Regions from separate parts of the Zea mays genome. Here region 1 is linked to region 2. Evidence: chromatin contacts called from public Hi-C data. All regions are on one chromosome and are shown on one strand. Each heading gives the region's core, a stretch centred on a gene start, on an enhancer-like site or on the middle of the called end of the contact. The rest is flanking DNA. Distances are from core to core; before and after follow the strand shown.

Region 1 (5,425 bases), core at 2,204-4,703, 350 kb after region 2:
ATGGAAATAATTTCTGGTGAAGACCTTCGAGTAGATTATTTCTAAAATCTACTCGAAGCTCGGGGCTACACCCATTGGGTGCACCTCCGGTGCACCCAATGAAGTTCAGGGTCCTACAAAACAAAATGCCGACCTCTAAGGCACAAGCACGAAACGAAGCTTCGGTTTACGAGTGATCAAAGCAGGAGGAGACAGTAAGAAGTCGTTTTCTTCAAATCGCCTGCAAGCTGGACCTGAGATCTTTGGGCTGATTACCTCTAAATTAACCCAAAGATCGGGGGCTTGTGGGGGACAGATATCCCCCGGGTCCACTAAAAGAGTAAAAGACCTCACGAAAGGCCCAAGGGCCCAATAAATCGTAAGGTCATTCTTTCGTGGGCCTGGGGAGGGACAATCAGCAAAGCAGATCAACATGAGGCCGGATTGATGCTAGCCCGGACGGCCCACAACGTCGAGCGAGCGACCACAATAGAGATCCGACTTTCCCGCGCTGGAGCCCCCATGCAACGGAGCCATGCGGGGATAGGTCGGCAGAACTACAGGGAGATAAACTCATACAGTTCACTATCTTTTAGCTGCACATTGTTATCATATCCACGTGTATTACCCCACGGTCGAGTATATAAGGCCTAGGGGGCACCCCTTCAGAACGATCGACCTATTACTCAGCCACCCACCTCAACTCTCTGCGTTCTCAATTTAGAGAGCTCCCTTGTAACCTCATTCACCAAGCATACTCACCAGGACGTAGGGTGTTACGCATCTCCAAGCGGCCCGAACCTGTAAACATTGTCTATTGTCCCCCGTGCATCTGGCACGAACCATTTTGCTACAGTCGGCGACACCGTCCTACTCCTAAAAACACCTTGAGGGGCAACCCCGGGTGTGCGGTCGAACCCAAAACACCGACAAACACCCCTGGTGTTACTGGCACTAAAATTTGAACATAACATCATGTGCATTAACATATCATGTGTTTGTCACACCTAGAGTGCATTCACTAGGTAAAATTTTCAAACAAGTTGTGATGATAGGATTGGTGTGTAATAAACCCTAGGGTAGGGAACTTAACCCTGAGTTAGGGGTATTGCATGCAAGTGAAGTCCAAATAAGTAATCATGTCATAAGCCATGAGAAATGTTCACGAGGTATCACATTTGATGGACTTTAGTGGCACAAAAACACTAGAGAACTCAAACCCTAATTAAAACCCTAGTGGGTAAATGTAAATTCTAGGCACTTTTGGACCAAAGTGCAAATAGCAAAGTAAAAGAGCACCACAAACCAAGTAACTTTCACATTGGAGGATTTGCAAGTAAAGTGATGAGAGATAGAGAGTGGAAAACCTAGTTTGAAAAACTCCAGTTTTGAGCTCAAAAGTGAAATCTGAGATCTAGCCATAATTTGCCAAAAATCAAAATACCAAAGTTGTAGAGTTTCCAAAACCAAACAATTTTCAGGTGTTGAGATTTTCAAGTTTTGATGAGAAATTTAGAGTAATTTGCAGATTTCAGATTTAATACAGTTTTGGTTCAACTAAAAACAGTTTGGTTTATCTATTTTGGACCCCTGTATTTTTTAAAATCTGTGGGCTTTTAGCAAAAGATGGCTATAGTAAAATTGTAGAGTAGCTATAGGAGAACAACTTTTATTAAGTGTTGAAGCCCTAAATCCATATGGAACTGTTAGAGAACTTGACCCAAAGGTCCTATCCTCAAATCTGAATTTTCAGACTTAGTGATAATTCTGGGTTCTGAACTTTTATGCCTAAGCCAACTTTGAAGCCCTTTTATTATTCAGTCCAGTGGGTTTTAGCTTAGGACCATTATATCAAAATGGTAGAGGATCTATGAATGTGCAACTTTGTTGAAGGGAGATGGACTCAGTGCTACATAAAAAGTGGAATTACTGACCCCTAAAGATGGGCTGTCATACGTCTGTAATTTTTCAGATAAGGAAGAGTGAACAGATCTGAATTCTAGTGTTTGGTTTAACTTTGGAGCTATATGGTGACTGTTCTGGACAGTTTTGGACTGGGATCTTTATAGAAAAGTTGAAGAGTACATATTGGTGTACAAGTTTACTTAACAATGATTAACTTTGTACCATATAAAATAAATAGTTAAGTACCCTTAAAGTTGCCTTGACAGTCTGCAATTTCTGGGTTCAGTTTCAGAAAACTGAAATGTGGTTTCTGTGTGATCTGCCTTACTTTGGAGATCTATAACTCGAAACCTGTAAGGTATTGACTCTGGAAGTCTACAACAAATTAAAAGACCAATGTTTAGGGAATAAGTTTGATGTGGAGAGGTAGCTCTGTCGTTATAAAGAAATTGGAGAAACGGACGGGACAAGGTGGCTGCTGCTGTCGACTGAACTAGATCAGGCAGTCTGAAAATATCTCAGGAAAAAGATCTGCATCCACTAGCTGTTCCAGATGACTTTGAATAAGTGCAAAACAACAAGAATTTCGTTCTGGTAAAAGGGGGGTCACATTGGATATTTTTACTGCCTAAGGGGAGGAAATGTGGCAGACTTGAAACCTATCTAGAAGGTGGTGACGCAGCTACTTGTGATTTGGTGTCAAAGCCACATTAAACCACCATACGGTGTCCCTCTATTCATGGATCCTGGGTGGAAGATAGCAGTGCAACCACGTGCCATAACCCTGTCTCTGTTGGAATTCCAGAGCCCTCCTTAACCGGCTTTCAGTGAACCCCGTCGTACACACTATGTCTTGCTTGAAGTATTGGGTCCGAAACCATTCCTGCCTCTCTCCCATTACTTCGATTCTGGTCATTTAAAACTGAATAACTGGTGTTCTATGGCCATTCAAACTCTCCACTAAGCATCATCATGGGTGTCTAAGTCCTATCTCGTGGGTTGCCTTGGACGTGGTGACCACGCCGAGCCTTTTCACCCATTCACCGCGGCCAACTGCTTCAAGGGTAAATCTCTTTTACGCTATTTGTGTTCTATAGCCATTAAGTATTTGTGAAGCTCTCTGGCCGGGCCGTTTAAAGTTTCTTGTGGTCTAGTGCTCAGAATGCTATAGAATCTTTGGTGAATGCTATTGTCAGGCATGTCCGCGTCGACCAGCGAAGCCAGTGTTTCCCAAACCAATCAGTGTAAGAATCACATGTTAGATGTATTTTTGATGCTAGTCGTGGCATCGGATTGAACGCTACTGCGTTATGGGAGCGTGCCCGACCTCGCCGGAGTTCAGCTATCCGCCATCGTCGAGGCCAGAGCCGATTTAAAGTGTCTTAGTCTAATTAGTTGAGGAAAGAAGGTGCTTTTTGTCTCGGAGATCATGTTTGTGTGCTCGGTCTCGCCGAAGATGGTCTCCGGTGGCGAGCCCGAAGCACGAAACTAGGTGCTCGACCTATTGCTCGCCGGAGCTGGGTCGGGGCTGAGCTTTTGGGAAAGAGCGAAAGGAGAGGGGGTTTGCGCAAAAATTCCAGCGCGGGGCCGGTTTCCCCTGTGTTTGTGGGCCGAGCGGTTGATTTCAGCCCAATCGCTCTTAGAATTTTGTCTTTTTCTTTTAGCTGCCAACTTGTAAAATGCACAAAACAATGTAGAAAAATGAAAAATTGTGAAACCAATTTTATTGAATCTGCAAAATTCTGTAGTTTCTGCTGGGAGCAGTTTTAGGATTTTTGCAGCAATAATTAATTTTTTGGGTAATTAAAAATGCCTCTGGAATGCCTAAATGAATTTTAGAAATAAAACCAGCACACCAAAAATTATGAAAATTTGCAGAAACATTATATACCCTTACAATAGCTCCTGGTAGAAATTTGAGTCTGTTTAAGTTTAATTCACTTAGAGAACCAGAAACTAGTTTAGTAAACTTTAATCTATTTAGTTCTCTAATTGTTTGAAGTAAGTTTAATTTGATAAGTTTGGGCCACTGCTAAGAAACCTAGAACCATGTGTATAATCACTGTATGCTTAGTTGAAAGTATTTAAAATTTTCTACCTCTCCCCAAGCGAGAGTTTGTATAGCATATCATTACATAAGCATTCATGTACATCGAATTGACTTGTAGAGCACCTTGAAGAAGAATTTGAAGTGGAAGTGGAAGGGGAGCCTATTCCTCCATCGGTACCTTCTCCAACTGAGGTTGTCAGTGAAGGTCCTCCAGAAGGTGCCCCATTTGGATTTGCTGCTAACTGTAATATCCTGGTAGAAGAACACGACTCTCCTCATCACCAAGGCAAGCACCGGTGCATTTGCCACCTCCTTGTTGTTTTAAAACTTTTATCACTTATATGCTGCATTAGGTGATAGGAGTTGAGTGATGAAACAATTGATGCATTACCATTCCTTGGAATTTGATTATCCTCCTTGCTACCAGTTTTATAAAGAGAACTAATGAGGCTTAGCCCTGCCTAGAGAATTAAAACTTGTTTCTGTTTAAAAGAAGGAAAGAATGTTGTGTAACACTGGGTATGGGTTTGTTTTATGAAAAAGGACTTGTAATGGTGAGAGCATCATCTGCAGTGATGAATTCATCATTCAAGTATAGTACCTCTGTCAAGTACATAGTTTTGGGAAGGAAAATAATAAGATGAGACAAGACGTTGAGCAGGAAAGGTCGCCCGTCTCTGTCGATTAAGGACCGTTTCAATTGTTGGCTTGCTGATCTAGGACCCTTTAACTGGACACATGCCTCATCATGGGTAAGCTTAGCCTCAGTCGGACCAATACCAGAATAGCTCGCACGCACTGGGAGTGGAGAGATGGCGAGAGTAACGTGTGCCCACCTGGCAAGTGGCTGGATGGTGGGGTACTGTGCTCTCGGGTCGCGTGAACCCGTTCTGGTCTTGAGAAACCCGGTGGCAAGTTGACATATGCAAGGGTTAAGTGCTACATATGTCGTGTGGCTGGAGATCCCCAGCTGGGTATTAATCGATTCGGATCGCCGAACTTCTCGGATATGACAACTGGATCTTCGACCTTCATCGTAGATAACAAGTGAAACTAAAGTTGTTAAAATGAAGCTAGTGTAGGACAAGTGAATGCTCTAGATTAGGCAAATCTAGATTCAGGAAAAGTACTTAACTTGTGAAGTAAAAGTTTGGCTTAAGGATCCATAACTAGTAAGCTTTTCTACAAAACTGAGTCTATGAAATTTGATAAGCCTTACCTTGATTCCCAACAACTAGCATATCCTTGAGAGTCTTTTTTTAGTCGGGTCAGTCTTGCTGAGTATTTCCATACTCAGGGTTTATCCCATTGTTGATGCAGGAGAAACTATCAACACGTATGAGTTTTGTTAAACTCATAATGGTGACTTTTACTTGTGTGCATTATGTGTGTGCTGCGGGAAGATGGTTTCTTTCCAGTTGATGTAATAAGTTAGCACTTTAACTCTATCTCGGGCATGTAATAATAAATACTTCGTGGTTTGTAAACTTA
Region 2 (5,461 bases), core at 1,867-4,366:
TAGACACATGGCAGAAAAGATGTACCAACCAAAAAAGTCAATAGCATAACATGATTGTGGATCACATACAACTTCACAAGCAGAGCTGCCAACCTCTAAGCTGTTGAGACCATTGTCCAATTGTTTTTTTCTTTACAACACATCTAAACACTTCAATATCATTTTTGCAACGTTAATGCTGCGAAAAGTACACAAAACTGTATCATGCACCTATGCTGCCGAGCCAGAAGAACAGGGGGAACTGTGCGATTGCCATGAAGAGAAGGAAGTAGTGCTGCCGCGACGAGTGCCTCTCGCTGCTTCTCATCTCCGTGAAGAGCACCCTCTTCATCGTCCTCACCAGGAACACCCCCATGCACAGGCTCATCCACGGCATCATCACATAGTACGAGTACGCCCACACGAGCCTCGCGACGACGGCGAGCGATAGCCCGGCGAATAAATAACCGCCGTACGCTACCAAGTCGAGCAGTGGCACCTCGCCACCACCCATCGAGTAGAGCAGACCTTTCAGGACCATGAGCTGGAAGCCCCAGCCGATGAGCGCCCTTGTAAACTGCAGATTTATAGCTGCTGGAGTAAACCTGCACAAGTGTCATGTACAGTCAATTATAGGCATTGGTCAGAAGCATTTTGGGAGGCTGAAGGATAACTGCCGACAACTCACTTTCCCATGAAACCCAATGTAAACCCTGAAAGGATGATGAAGCTTCCAAATGCCATGAAAGGGATGTACAGATCTGGTGCGTTTATGTCATAGATTGGAGGTTTGTAGGACAAGCGGCCACCGACCGGCTCACTTATTCGAGTCCAGTGCCCCTGCAAAGATATTGAAGAAACACCGGTTTATCTCAGTACACTGGGATTAAACAACCAGACTTGTATTTCAATGGTATTAGGAAATACTATGATATACCCTGTGAAAGAACGGGAACAGTATAACTTTCAACTTGTTACGGACATATTGATCATTCACATGGAAGTAATACTGCGGGTTGGAGAAGTATCTATTGATCTGCAAGAATCGAACCAATAATTTAGAGAATGCATGCAAACAGCAGAAATAAAGTACAAGTTCTGTTGGAGGATCCGTACGTTGCTTTGCATGAATTCTGAACTAGAACCCAAAAACTTCTCCCCATATACTCCTATCCCAGATCTGATTAGGCCCGAGCTTGCACCGTATAATGGATTATCAAACTGGACAGGTTGAGAGTTTTGCGGGGGCATCTGCATCCCCGAAGGATTCCCGTAATTACTATACATGGCTGCAGTGAAGAAGCAGAGGTATAAAAGAGGTTAGACCAAAATGATAGTATGACAATTCATAACAGAGAGTTGACATATTTGCAGACGACTAAATGAGAATAACAAAACATTAGCATGATGTTACATAAATCATGGTTAAATATACGGGAGCTATTTAGGTCACTGATAAGGCAGAAAGTTCTTCTATAGTTTTCATTAATCCCCAGGCACATACACAACAACAATAAAACATTTTAGTTACAAGCAAGTTGAGGCAAGCTAGAGTTAAAACTCAACAAAAACAACAAGTCAAGATTCAGGCACGTGGATAACTGTTTTCCATGCACTTATATTCAAAGCTAAATCTTTGGGTATATTATATCCTTTACACCCTACTTTTACTGTCTCGCCATCTATTTCTGATCCGATTCTCCTTCACCAAAAGGTGCTTCCATTCATCCTTAATGCACTTAACTTGGTTGAAGTCTCTTATCTTACTCATCGACCGTAGAATCCCAAGCATATCATCATAAAAATAATTTCATGCACCAAACTTCAACATCAGATTAAAAAAATGGATGCAAAACTATAATGGAATTATCCTACATTCTACACTACATCTGGAAGAGAATTTATCGACAAACTGTAAACATAACTGAGAATTTGACAGATCATCTCCCGGAAGTATAAACAAAAAATATTTAATCAACTGGAGTCAAATTCCAGTTACAGAGTCCAACCAATGTACTCGTAACCGTTGACCTTTTTTGTAAAAAAGGGGGGGGGGGGGGGGGGGTTCATAGCAGTCAAGATCATGTTCTAATCCTAGCATCGCTTGTGCATTCCATTTATCCTTAACTACAAGGAAATCAACCATCCTTGTTGAGATGTAACGAAGCAGAAACACTTACGCATATGTTCAGCTAATAGTTTGACTGCACACCCTACTGATGTTGATTTCTGTAGAGGCAGAGAAATAGCAAACTATTGTTTGGTCTTTCTATTCTATTTAGCTGGAGGAGGCGAACAAGAAGCGATACGTGTAATAAAAATCGAAATGCCTTATTAGGTCTGTTGATAGAGCACACAGAATTATTGCTACATAGACAGATATACAAAAAAAATTATTCGCCCCTCTACGATTATTAAAGCAGCAAATTTCTGCTAATTTTCCTTGGATTGCTTCAATAGCTACATCAATACTAGGCACTTCCCCATGTTCCAAATTGTACGGTAAAAAATATATCAAAAACATGAACAGGTAAGAAGCTACAGTTTTATAGTATTCATAGCCATTCAGGAAAAAAAAAGTACATGTTAGAGTTTATATTTTTTTCTAAAACCCCAAAAAGACTATAGTTTCAGTTCCAGCTAATGTTCGATCCAAACGATCCACGCTGCCGCTCCAAAACCATGGAAATGGTAACCAAAGAAGAGATTCCATGCATCCAAACAGAGCCAAATCAGCTGTTCATGTGCAAAGACAAGCTGCGCCCGCACCTCGATTGGGCCTGTTCCAGAGCCCGTGGGTTGCACCGAGACCGGTCGGTTTCCCCGCGCTGAAGAGCGAGCGAGCGAGCGAGGAGAATAACCTAACAGAACCGCGGGATTGGCGGTTTCGCGGGGCACCACGAACGAACGCAGAGAAGCGGAGCGAGAGATTCGGGTCCAATTGAGCGAGCTGGGAATCGGGATCGACGCGAGATACCTGAGTGGACCGATGGAGGCGCGGCGAGCGGAGAGAGGGAGAGATCCGAGAGGGAGAGGGGGGCGGCCGCCGGAGACTCGTCGGACTCGGGGAGATTTTCGGGAGCCTACAGGTCCGTCCACTGTGCGGGTTCCTCTTTCCTTCCGCCTCCTGGTGTCGGTAGGTCCACGCGATTGACGGGAAAGTTATTTTATGGGCCCCGGGTACTTTTTCTTTCTTTTTTTCTTTTTTTTTTATTTGCTTCGGTGCGGGCCGCCAGCCATGTCCTCCCTCCGGCTCTCCGGTATTACTACCTCATATTCATAGCCATAACAAAAAAATAACTCCATTAAATTACCCATATACACTCGTTGGTATTGATTTATCCCCGTACCCATACCTATGTAGGTATGGGTCACACATTGGGTCACATGTACCAAAAAAATTAAACATCTATTAAAATATTATATATACAAATGTCAAGTATATCCATCTAAATACCATTACAAAATTTTTAGCATCATTTAACCATCCATTCAACACACCAAAGATAATTACATAAAGTAATAACACTAGGACAGTACTACATAGCACATTACATTTTCCATTACATGGTCATTAAATAGTCGTTAAACCTTCTATGACATTATGGCCTAAAAGGTTGTTAAATAGTAAAAAAGATGGATGACTAAAGTCCAAGTTCATGCTTGGGATAAGTTTATATTGGTTATTTTATACCCACGGGTTAACGGGTATGGGTGAAGGTGGAACGTTCTAATACCCGTTTACCCATTAGGTGAAGATTTTTGCCCAATAACAGACCTACGGGTAAAATATTTAGCCCACATACATACCCTAATGGAGTAAATACCCATCGGGTATCGGGTCGCGGGTACCCATTGCCATGTCTAGCCGTGGCGTGGGTCTCTTTCTTCTTCTTTTTTTGAAAATGATTATCTCGAGCAGTTACAACAGTGAACAGTTGTCTATTCACAAACACCATTTACTTTGTATATAAAAAAACTATATCCCTTAATAAAGAAATAGTTTTGTCATTTACATTCTCTTCGTCTTGTTTGCAATCCATATTACAACGCGTTATCAACATACTCGCGAGAATAGAGGGAAAAGGCAAAGTGAACGCTCACACGAGAAAGAAGAAGGTTGGAGGCCTCGAGCTCTAGAACGACAGAAAGGTACGATGCCTACCGTTCCTCTTCGTATTCGTCGTCTACGCGAAGTTCTTCGTGTCATCGACGATGCATTGTTGGAGGCGTACACCACCGGCCAAGCATCGCCTGTAGCTGCAACCGCTCCAAGTCGTGTCCAAGTGCACAATGTGCAGTTCTGTGTGGCCCACTGTTGGATGGTGGTTGTACTGCTCCCGGAGGTCGAGTGTGGCCTCCCCATCTTGCTCCCGTCACCGTCGGTGCCGACTGGAGACACAGAGTCGTCGGTGCCCATGGACATCGAGTTGGCGCCTCCGACACCTCCTCCAGCCATTGTCTCACCAGTTCGGTGCCGCTATTCCCCATCACCACTGGAGTCAGATGTCGCAGGGATCATCGTGGCCCATCGTGGACAACCTCCTCGTGCAGTCGAGGACGAACCATGCGGACACCTAATCTTCACCAGCCACCGCCGCGCGCCTCCCTCCTCCTATGAGTGGGCCTAATGGCCCTCGGGACTGGCCAGTGGCGAGCGGCGCCACACCGGCGGGCTGGTGGGGGTAGGGTGAGCACTAGCAGAGCCCAAGTCGGAGGAAGACGTTGGGGCGCCGTGGCCAACCGAGCCCGCGGCGGGCCGTGCCCTCGACAGAGTCGTGCGCCCGCGTAGGGGCTGCCCACGCCGGGGCCGCTCCTGGCTGGAGCGCTCGCGCTAGGGCCACTCCTGACAGGCATATAAGGTGAGTGTTGGAGCGAAGGTCACCCACCCCCCTTGCTTGGCACATTCATGATGTGAATAGCACAAGTTACAACAGAGGGAGAGCGAAGTCTACTTCAACCAAGCAAAGGCCTTGGGACGGAGGGATCAACTAGGATAGGTGAAGGCCTTGCCGGCTCCCGAAGGCCCGACGCCTTAAGACGAAGGCTGCAATCATTACCCACGCATGTTATTAAAGCGGGCCCGTGAGGCTGACATCCTGGATCGCCTGACCCCACGTGTAAGCCTCAGTCTAGGTAGGATTGATGGTGTATCAATCCGGGTTGTACTTAACTACACTGTAATGACCTGTAATAACCCTTGAGGGGGCATATTCTAGGGATAATGCAGGTAACCGGGAGCATAACTGTATTTACGAGGGTGAGACTATCTCTTGGTTACCTATAAATACCCCGCACTTTACCCTAATGGGACAGGCTGAAAAACATTGTTGCTTTAATCCATCGTGTTGTTAAGCATCAAACATTTGGCGCCCACAGTTCGAGCTCTGAAAAACCATTCCTGCGATGGCTCCCAAGAAGGCAACTTCGAAGCCTACCACCTCCATCGGCGACGCAGCGAAGGAGGCCCTTCTCGCTGAAA

The links. Hi-C and Micro-C count contacts between places; a contact is called where the count stands out from the background.
Region 1: a contact with region 2 is called in a Hi-C map of leaf, with 5 times the contacts expected there. The contact joins the enhancer-like site here to the promoter of LOC100285855 in region 2. A contact is called at or near these places in 4 of 25 Hi-C or Micro-C datasets (bundle sheath, ear, leaf and 1 more).

What each region holds. Positions count from the first base shown.
Region 1 is chr3:110,643,643-110,649,067 of Zm-B73-REFERENCE-NAM-5.0, forward strand. No RefSeq gene overlaps it. Among protein-coding and RNA genes, the nearest start is that of LOC103650276, 26 kb to the right of the region's middle. Within about 2 kb of position 3,454, at least 2 of the 20 cell types and tissues checked have an H3K27ac peak or open chromatin away from gene starts, as enhancers often do. A contact at or near this core is called in leaf, where this site is marked.
Region 2 is chr3:110,296,425-110,301,885 of Zm-B73-REFERENCE-NAM-5.0, forward strand. It overlaps LOC100285855 (protein YIF1A), which reads right to left and starts at 3,117. Exons shown (of 5, transcript NM_001158745.2): 1 at 2,957-3,117; 2 at 1,096-1,268; 3 at 917-1,015; 4 at 668-819; 5 at 1-584. The coding sequence starts at 1,266. The coding sequence ends at 203.